Linked DNA regions of Gossypium hirsutum: region 2 is linked to region 1. A link is a contact called in public Hi-C data. All regions are on one chromosome and are shown on one strand. Each heading gives the region's core, a stretch centred on a gene start, on an enhancer-like site or on the middle of the called end of the contact. The rest is flanking DNA. Distances are from core to core; before and after follow the strand shown.

What was found. Hi-C and Micro-C count contacts between places; a contact is called where the count stands out from the background.
Region 2: a Hi-C map of leaf shows a contact between it and region 1, with 2.9 times the contacts expected there. The contact joins the promoter of LOC107946648 here to the promoter of LOC107946834 in region 1. A contact is called at or near these places in 2 of 34 Hi-C or Micro-C datasets (both in leaf).

Annotation. Positions count from the first base shown.
Region 1 is chrA08:69,412,529-69,417,335 of Gossypium_hirsutum_v2.1, forward strand. LOC107946834 (outer envelope pore protein 37, chloroplastic) reads right to left here and starts at 3,323. Exons shown (of 6, transcript XM_016881304.2): 1 at 2,663-3,323; 2 at 2,112-2,201; 3 at 1,615-1,782; 4 at 1,257-1,351; 5 at 944-1,064; 6 at 1-822. The coding sequence starts at 3,067. The coding sequence ends at 565.
Region 2 is chrA08:70,118,207-70,123,077 of Gossypium_hirsutum_v2.1, forward strand. LOC107946648 (vacuolar protein sorting-associated protein 26A) reads right to left here and starts at 2,709. Exons shown (of 11, transcript XM_016881064.2): 1 at 2,466-2,709; 2 at 2,291-2,365; 3 at 2,082-2,156; 4 at 1,867-1,939; 5 at 1,679-1,723; 6 at 1,335-1,446; 7 at 908-974; 8 at 480-524; 9 at 258-313; 10 at 1-85. The coding sequence starts at 2,468.

The DNA.
Region 1 (4,807 bases), core at 2,073-4,572:
AAATGTGTATGATCCCTGGAGAAAATTGTGGATACGAGTGTTAATGGCACTGGACGACATCACTTGTTCCATCCACTCCATCCCAGGTAAAACCGGCCTCACCTCTGATTGTTTCATATTACCGAAGGCAAAAAATGCAGTCTACATCACCTTCTCTCTGAGATTTTAACAGGAGCCAAACAACCTTTGATTAAGAGGAACATCAATATCATCGTCCACTTGGGGTTATTTAGGTAGTGTAGAGTACAAGATGATGCAACCAATGATAGCTTGATGGGGTCATTTGCGTTCTTAATTTTATGCATGACCTGCCAAAATGATTTTGGTTAAGAGAACCAGAATCGGACTCTTGACTCAAAGAAGAGAGGGAGAGATACAGTCCTGAGTTGAGGCACCACTGGAGCTATTTATCAGAGATGGAAACTGAAATCTGAAAGTTGAAAGAAAGAGGTTTAGGTTACTTCTGTTTTCTTGGCCATCAATATTATTCGTTCCACTTGAATGCTTTGTTCGTTTAGTCTTATACATAGCCTTCCAATTCATATCATAATTTAATTCACAACTTCAACAACCAACTGATGCCATTATGTTATAAATTATAAAGCAATTAGCAATTATATATATCATCACATAAAAAGATGTCCAATAACCATGCCAAAGAGAAACAGGAAGTGTGGCATGGGACAACAATAAAATATCCCACCTCTTTTTAACACGGAACAATATCACTGTTGACGTAATGTCATCCTGTGGTACCTGTAGCATAACCTGGATTTTCATCTTCATGGGGGTCGTCTTTGCCTTGCCATTTTCATCTCCAACCTGAAATGAAAAGAGGATATATATCAAGTCATTGTCGTCATAGGAATGAATCTCAAGCAAACAATTCAGGACAACCAAGTTCAGCAAACGACAAATGCTAGAGAAAACAGAATAAACTTACCCATAGAGAAGCCCAGCAAAGACGAACCTCAGAATCGTAGCCAGCTTTGAATTTCAAGTCTTTGTCATACGTGTGCTTGTACACCACACTCCAATAGTTTGAATCAAGATTGTACCAGTAGCTGCACATAAATGCAATAGAACATTTCAATTGAAATTGACATTGCAGGGAAAAAGCAACCCTCTATAGCTAATGAATCAAATATGTTTCCATATATATATATAATGCAAAACAAAAGAAATGGCACCTCTAGCTATTAAGCACATTCATGACAGATTCCAATATTTACAAAGATAAAGTTGTAACTACTAACCTCAATTTATCCGATGGACTGAAGCGTCGCTTGAATGCAAATGACGCCGTATTAGTTGGTAGTGAAATGCTAGGAATAAATGACATTGTCCCATCCTGCAATGAAAACCATCAAAACCATCTACTAAAGCACTCAAAAAGCTTGAAAATTTACACATGCATAATGTTTTCCAACCCAGCATTTTCCTATGAAGAAGGTGATCAGCCACCTCAGCCAATTTTGAAAACCTAGCCATCTAAGTTATTCAACATTAGGTGTACCAATGGATCTCCCATAGAAGCCAGAGTAGCCAATCAATGAACAAGTATATAAACAAGACTGTAAACACAAAGCTAAAACATTGAGGGAAAAAACCCACCTTATATGAGTATCTTAGTTTCAGTTCTTCATCCATGTAACGTGCGGCACCTACCCCATACAAGATTGGACCTTTAACAATTCCATTTATCGACAACCTTGGTACGTCATCCTCTTCCCTCTCCTCTAATGAAAATTCACCGATGGGAAATCTAAATGTCGCTCTGGGCTGCAGCAACAGGAAAGTTCAGATGAGTTAAGAGAGAAAAACAGCTATGACCAATGTTGAAAAACATCAGAGTGGAGGCACAAAATACAAGAGGACTGCCATTAATCAAGTGTTTTAAGCGATGCAAAAGTTAGTATAGTATGGGTTGAATAATGCATAAAGAAAATAACAACAGTATGACACCACATGCATTAAGCAACTTAGAACCACAAAAAACTGCTGAAATTGAATTACCACGTCATTCTATGATAAATGATTCTCAATTGTCCATAACTTAATGCCAAGCAATCGATTTTCACTAGTAAGACACCAGGAGAAACAAAACTCACCAATGAAACATCGGGAACAGGTGATGACACTTCAACAGCATAACTAGGATCAGCAAGTTTTGCAATAACTGCCAGTTCACCTTGTTGTGCCTGAGAAAAAAAAAAAGAGAGAGAGAGAGATTCAGGGGATATGGCATATGTGGCTTTAAGGAAATATTTATTCAGCACTTAAACAACAATTATGATAGTTGGCTTCAAAAACAATAAACTCCCCATTCCCAAAAATACAACGAAAAAAAGGATTGAAGATAAAAAACAACACAAGGATGTTCAGAGAGGTCTTCAAGACTCAAGTATGACTACCAACTTGACCATTTTATGAAAGCAAATTCCTCTGAAACCCCATTATCAATTTCATAGGCTCGAAAAACGATCACCAAATGCAAAGCCCGGTACTCGAAAATTCTCTTGAAAACCAAATAATAAACAATCTTTCATATCTTCCATGCACAATAAAAAAAAGGTTTCAATTTTATGCAATTTTCAATGACATTGCCAACCATGACTCCCACTAAGCCAAAACCGCGAGTTGGAAGGAAAGGAAAACCAACCTTAACATCAATGGCAGCTTTGAAATGCCACGTAGGACCGACATTGTAGTAACCCCGGAATATGGCATTTTGTTCTTCAGGATCGTAGTATATGGACAAGTACTTAGAAAATAGCGCCAACTGGGGCTCCGTGATCTCGCGTTTGGCGTTGTTGATGAAGGAGAGTTTGAGCTTCGCAAGGTTGTCGAAGAGCTTACAAGACAGCTTGTGGAAGAACACGCGGCTATCAGTATCGAACTCCGAAGTCACTCTGAGGGAGGATACCGAAGAGAGAAACTGGTAGGGCTTCGTGGGTGGTGGAGAAGGTGGCGGTGGCTCAGGCTCCGGCTCCAAAGGGGACGGTGGCGGTGGCGGTAACAGGGGCGGGACAAGGTAATTGGGGATTCGAGGAGAAGCGTCCAGCATGGCTAAAATTGGGAGAGGGATTTTGGGGTGTGTAATTGAAGGTATATGGGTGGTAATGGTATTCAAAGGGTTAAAAATTCTGGCCTTTGGTTACCAGAAAAAATCGAGGGGCCAGGGTTACTCTTCGTCAACCTACGCTTTTGCTTTGTTTGGAAATTGATATTTGGGAGAGAGAGTGACGTCTTTTGCATGCTTGTGTACCCGGTTATTTCGATTTCTACATTTTTTAAATTTTCTCATTCTGATTTGCCCCCTTCCCCCCCCCCATTCTCCCATTTTTTTCTTTTTACCTAAATGTCTTTAGAATGTACTGATTGAACCCTTAACCCTATACTTTTTTTAAGATAAAACTTGGGTTGTTTGGTTTTAATGAGATTGCATTATTTGAATTTTTAATATTTTGATCTTTTCCTAATCTTATATTCGTCAACAATGTTAAGATGTGGTAATGGTACACTATTTTCTTAGGTTATCTAAAATTCCAAGTGAAATATGAAATTATAGACAAAAAAGAATATTTTATACTGATATTACTTTTTATCTTGAAATTACTTTGTGGTTTATTATATTGATGGTTAATGATTTTTTAAAAAAGTGTTTGTTGAATGTTATAGGAAAATGAATGGTAAAAGTATCGGGAAGCCCTTGTACTTAGGAGTGAATTGTATTTTGACTTCTTTATTAAAAAATGGATAAATTTGTCCTTATACATTATTTCAAAATGTGCAAATTAACCTATTCATTAAATTTTTCTTGATAAATAATGGTGTGGAACATTAAATCCATGCTAAAATTATTTTTTTGGGTAAACATTAAAAATGATGACTCGATTATTAATTTTTTTTATTTCATCACTAAACTTTTCGAAATTAAATATTTTAGTTACTTTGAGCTAATGTGGGCTTTTTTATTGGTTAGTAACAAAATTAGCCCTTTAATGTTTGCACATTCTATCAATTTGATCCTAAATATAAAAAATTAAACAAATTTAGCCCTCAATGTTTATAAAATTTTTCATTTTAGTTATAATTCTAAAAAATCAATATGCCCCTTAAAATTTATAGAATTTGTCAATTTAGTCTTAGCTCAGAATGAAATGCATAATTGGGTGACCATTTTTATAATTTACCCATAAAAAAATAATTTTCATTAATCTTATATTTCGTTAACCAAACACATGAATATTACATTCTAACCAAATAGACCAAACAAAGTAATGCTATACTCCATCGATAATCTTACATTAATCTCAAATACCCGTAATCTAAGATTTGGTGAACCAAACGCACTTTTAGAATATGTTTAGATTAAAAAGGAAAAAAATTAGTATTTGATTAAACCAGATAAAGGAAAAGAAATAATTGAATATAATATTATTTTTATAATTATAACATTTTTATGATATATTATGTAAAAATGGAGGGTAAAAAAGATATTTAACATCTTAAAAATCTATAGATTTTGTTTCTCTAACTTTCCCACCAATTTGAGGGAATTAAAAATTTGACACTTTGAGAAAAAGCAAGAGTCTCAACTTTTCCTTACCTAAAAAAAAAATTATCCAAACAAGTTAAACAACTTTCTCTTGCTTTCCTTTCATTTGTTACTTCCATCCAAATATAAGGGTACGTTTGGTTCACTGTAATGGAATAGGGCTGCAACTGAATATAGTTGTAATGGAATAGAGTTGTAATGGAATAGAACTATAATCAGTAATTCAATTGTTTGGTTGAATGGAAT
Region 2 (4,871 bases), core at 1,459-3,958, 710 kb after region 1:
CCTGATCTCAAGATCCATATTCTTAATCTTGATCCTCACAAGAAGAAAATATATCTTACCAATAATAACATCCTTCAGATGATACCTGAGCAATTTGGATTCCACCAATGTCTAATCAAAACCTACGTGATAAAAAGTGACTAGGAAAATTGCTACTTATAATAGTTTAAGCTGACCAGCTTAAATCCTAAATCCACACAAACCTAAGCCAACCTATGATGCCAGGTTTAAGCACAATCCATAGATGTTAAACTTACTTGCTTTTATTATACTCAAACTCAATGTGCAGGCAATCTTCAATTCCAACTTCCATCTGCAAATGGATGGACTTTTGTTAAAATTAAGTATTATCAATAAAAAAGCTGTGTGAACTCATTACAAATCTCAAAATGAACAAATTTAATGTTAATAAGAATCAGTTAAGATACCAATGAAAAGCACAATACAATTTCTATCTTAACATTATGACAAGCACTCACTTTGATGCTATTGTTGATTGACGGAGGTGGAGAATAATTGCGAACCTCATACACATTAACCAAGCAAAAGATAAGTTGCTACAATCACAACACTGAAAAAGAAACTCAATGGAGAACAATATACAATGGTCAATTTAGTAAATGTCCTGAAACCATAATGAAAGGCCAAATAGATTGATGTTGGCTTTCTTGTATATGAGTATAATGTCGGGAATAAAAGGGAAAAGCAACTCTTCACAATAAGGCAGAGTCTAAAGTTCTCCCTTATATGGCACACCTTAGATACACTTATTTGTACAATGCTGCTAGTGCATTTGAGAGTGAGGTTCCATAATGCGCAAGAAAAAGAGAAATGAAAAAGGAGATAAAACTCATTTTGAAAAGAAAAAAAATAATGAAAGGAAGAGGATGCAGATGAAAACACTTACTATAAAGTCCTGGTATTCCACTATGCTTCCACCATAATTACGACTAACTGTCACTTTCAGGACATACCTGGGAAAAGAAACGAATCAAATTCTAACATGGGTTGTCCAATTATAGTCTCAAAATGATCAACCTCAGCTGCGGACCAACAAAACAATATTTTATTTAGAACTCCAAAATAAACATTTTTTAATAATACATAAATAACAGAGTGATTTGTAAACTTTATTTTTTTTTTTGTTCAACGATTTCTAAACTTTATTGAGCTAAGTACCAAGAACTATTATTATGATAATCGACTGATTTATAAGCCTTAACAACCCATAACAAACATACATCCAGTGATCAAGGAAATACTCAAATCAAATTGACTAAAAGTGATGTGAATAAAATTTTATCTTTAAAGATTTAGTGCAGGGGGTACCATACCTAAGCCGCAGATTTGCACCGTTATAAGTTTCATATGGCATTTCAACTGTTGAAAATTCAAATGGATATGTTTTTCTTTCATATATATCCCCAGGAACATCCAATTCACGTACTGCAAATATCAAGAATATAAAAGTGGCAAACAAAACAAACCAATCAACAATCTACTAAAACTTAGCATAAACCAAACTTTTGTGCACATCATAAACGAGAAAGCTAAATCATAAACTTTTGTGCATCTCTGCCACATGCATCTAATGAAAACTAATCACTGAAATTTATTTAAAAGAACACCTAAAAGTACCCAGGCAGAGCAAACAAAAGTGAAGTCAGAATATACGCACCAAGGGAGGTAAAATCATAAAAGTTGCCTCTGTCAAAATACATCTCTGGAAAGAAAAAACAAAGTTAGCATTAACTTCATTTCAACAAGAAATACGAATACACGTAAAAATTCAGTCCTATTCAGTTTCCATGTCAGAATGATATTTAAAGCTTGGACTGAATCAGTGAACAAAGAGCAAGGACGAACCTATTTGACCAAGGAGCTCAACTTTAACACCAAGATGTTCAATTTTCTTTCCTTGAAGTGGTTCTATGGAAACCTGAAAGCGGCAGATAATAGGAAGTTCTTCAAAAGGTTTAGGGTTGATAAATGAATCATCAAAGCTATGAATATAATACGACTTCAATGATCTGATCCCAATCTGTTAAAATCTTTCTAAAAGTAAATAAGTGAATAAATACCTTCCCAGCAATACTTTCTTTACTTTGGAAAAGCGAAACCATAATCGTTTTGCCATTTTCCTTTTTCATCGGGACCTAATCAAACCGCAATAATCCAGATTCCACAACATGAATCGTGAAAAATTAACTAATAATCACAATAAAAATAAAAGTCTAGTTTTAATTTTCTTTTTAAACGATTCTACACCTGAGAGGATCGAGAGGAATACCTGCTTCCGAGATTTTCCGTCGGAAAATGTGATCGAGATATTACATGCAGGCTTGAAAGCTCCAATCAGGAAATTCTTTTTAAAAAGAGCAAATCCGAATTACATTCAATAAACAGTCAAATTGGAAATCCATTAGAATTAAGAAAAGCAAATTCCAATGAAAGTGAGATATTACCATGCTGTTACGTTGCAATGAAATTGAGGATGAGTTAAATATATTGTGAGAGCAATTATTGAGATCGGAAAGCGCAGGAAGGAAGAAACGAAAAACCCTAGACGGCAGAGGGGATTGAAATTGGCGAAGGAGAGGAAACCCAACCAACCAGTTTGAGTTTTGACAGTTAGGAATGAGAAGCAAAGACTGGCGTCTATTCTATCCAGTACTACCAAGCTCGTCGTCAACATCACGTGCTTTTCACGCGATGTCACTATAATAATAATAACTAGTATTTATCCCGAGCTGCGCGTGGGCTATATAATTCATTATACGGTAATAAATTATTAAAGGAACAAATAGATTTCTTTTTAAAAAACTAATAGATTAATATCTATATGGGTACATTCCCTTAAAAATAATTTATATGGGCAGATAATATAAAGTAAAACTCTGAAAATATTGAGCCAACTATTCTCTTAATTGTTCACCCTTTGCAACAACACCAACTATTCTGCACAATCCACCACCACCTCAATTTAGGTAGCCTTTACCTCCTGTTGCGAAGCATCATCCCCTCCCAAAATATCTTCAATCTTTGCAATGACATCTAAGTAGAGGTATCTCCACCCTTCTCTTCTCTTTTCTTTTTTTCCTTTTATTGGCTTCCCTAGGTCTCCATTGAGCCTCCTTTTGTGGTTCAAATGTACCTTTCCCTTCAGCTCTAAGTTTTTTCTGAGCCTTTTCAAATTCATCTTAAGAAGTAATTTTCATTCTTGCCATTGTGAATATAAGAAGACAAAATGACAAACAACTAAGAGAGAATAACAAACTTAAGTAACAACAGCTTAAGGAAAATATGAATCGATTAGGGTAATTGCACAACCACTTTAAGAACACTTTTTGGAAACAATCAAATCAATTTCAAATCCCACATTAATGATGAAAAAGCATGACAATTGCCACTCCTTTTTCCCTCCAAGATTTAGTGAGAGAAACAAATCACAAAAAGAAAATTTTATAACAAAATTTTGAATCCAAAAATAACCCTTGACAAAACAAAATCAAGCTTTTGTGTTTGGATGCCTTCCAAAAACTTGTGAGTCATTTAGACGTGACACACTCTAATAGAGGACTTCAAGTGTTCAAACCTAGTTGCATCCAATGGTTTAGTGAACAAATCAACTAGTTATTTTTGTGTGGACATGAACTTAACCTCAACAACACCATTCTCAATCAATTCCCATATGAAATGATACCTAATGTCAATATGTGTAGTCTTCTAATGTTGTACTAGATTCTTGAAAATATTAATGTCACTTGTGTTATCACACAAGACAATAGCCATATCTAATTCAACACCAAAATCTTTCATTATTTGCTTCATCCATAGCAATTGAGCATAGTAACTCCATTCAACAACATACCGATAGTGAGATTGAACTTGTTTCTTATAGTACTATGACACCAAATTCAATCCAAGGTAGAGACAACCACATGATGTACTCTTCCTATCATCAATGTTACATGCCCATTTAGCATCATTGTAACCAACTAGATTCATGATGCTATCCTTTGAAAACCAAATTCCCAAATCAGTAGTTCTATGGACATATCAGATAATCCTCTTCACAGGTTTCGCATGGGACTCTCTTGGACTTGCTTGGTACCTAGCGCATACTATTGGATCTGGTGCCCTAAGTGTAGTATTTTTCGTCTATGTACATTTGTAATTTTTCAAACAAATTGGTTAATAAAATTATTCATAATTATATTAATACCCTATGTATATTGTCCTCACGTGGTTTTTGCATATAAAGCTAATAGAAGCAAATATTGGCTCACTAGTTATCTAATACTTAAACTAATACTAAGCAGTATTACGTGGTCTAATTGTAATACGAAAAAATAACTTATACTGGTAGACCAAACTAAACATGTCCTTAGTCTAATAGGAAATGAGCAAACCGTTTGAAATACTAATGTGTCGTCTATCAAGTCCAACTGGGGCGGTGCCTTGTCTTGCGCATTTGAGTGGATGACTCTTGTAATGACCCGATAATAAGGGGTGTCAAAAAATGTATTTTCGAGACTCTATTTTCTTAAACCGAACTCGTAAATATTTTTATTAAATATTTACGAGGCTAGGTTAGTAGCTAATTAATTTTTAGAATAGTGAATTTTGTAAAAGTAGGAGTTGTTAAGGTACATGGACTGGATGGTGTAAGGGTTAAAAGTTTGAATTATAGCTTAAAATAAATTAAAATGACTAAAGAAGCAATTATGCCCTTGTTTCATTTAAAATGGACATTTATGACATGTATATATATTATATATTATGTTAATATAATATGTATATATGTTATACTAATAAATTGTATAAAATGTATGTATATTATATAATAAGGTATAATAATAATAATAATA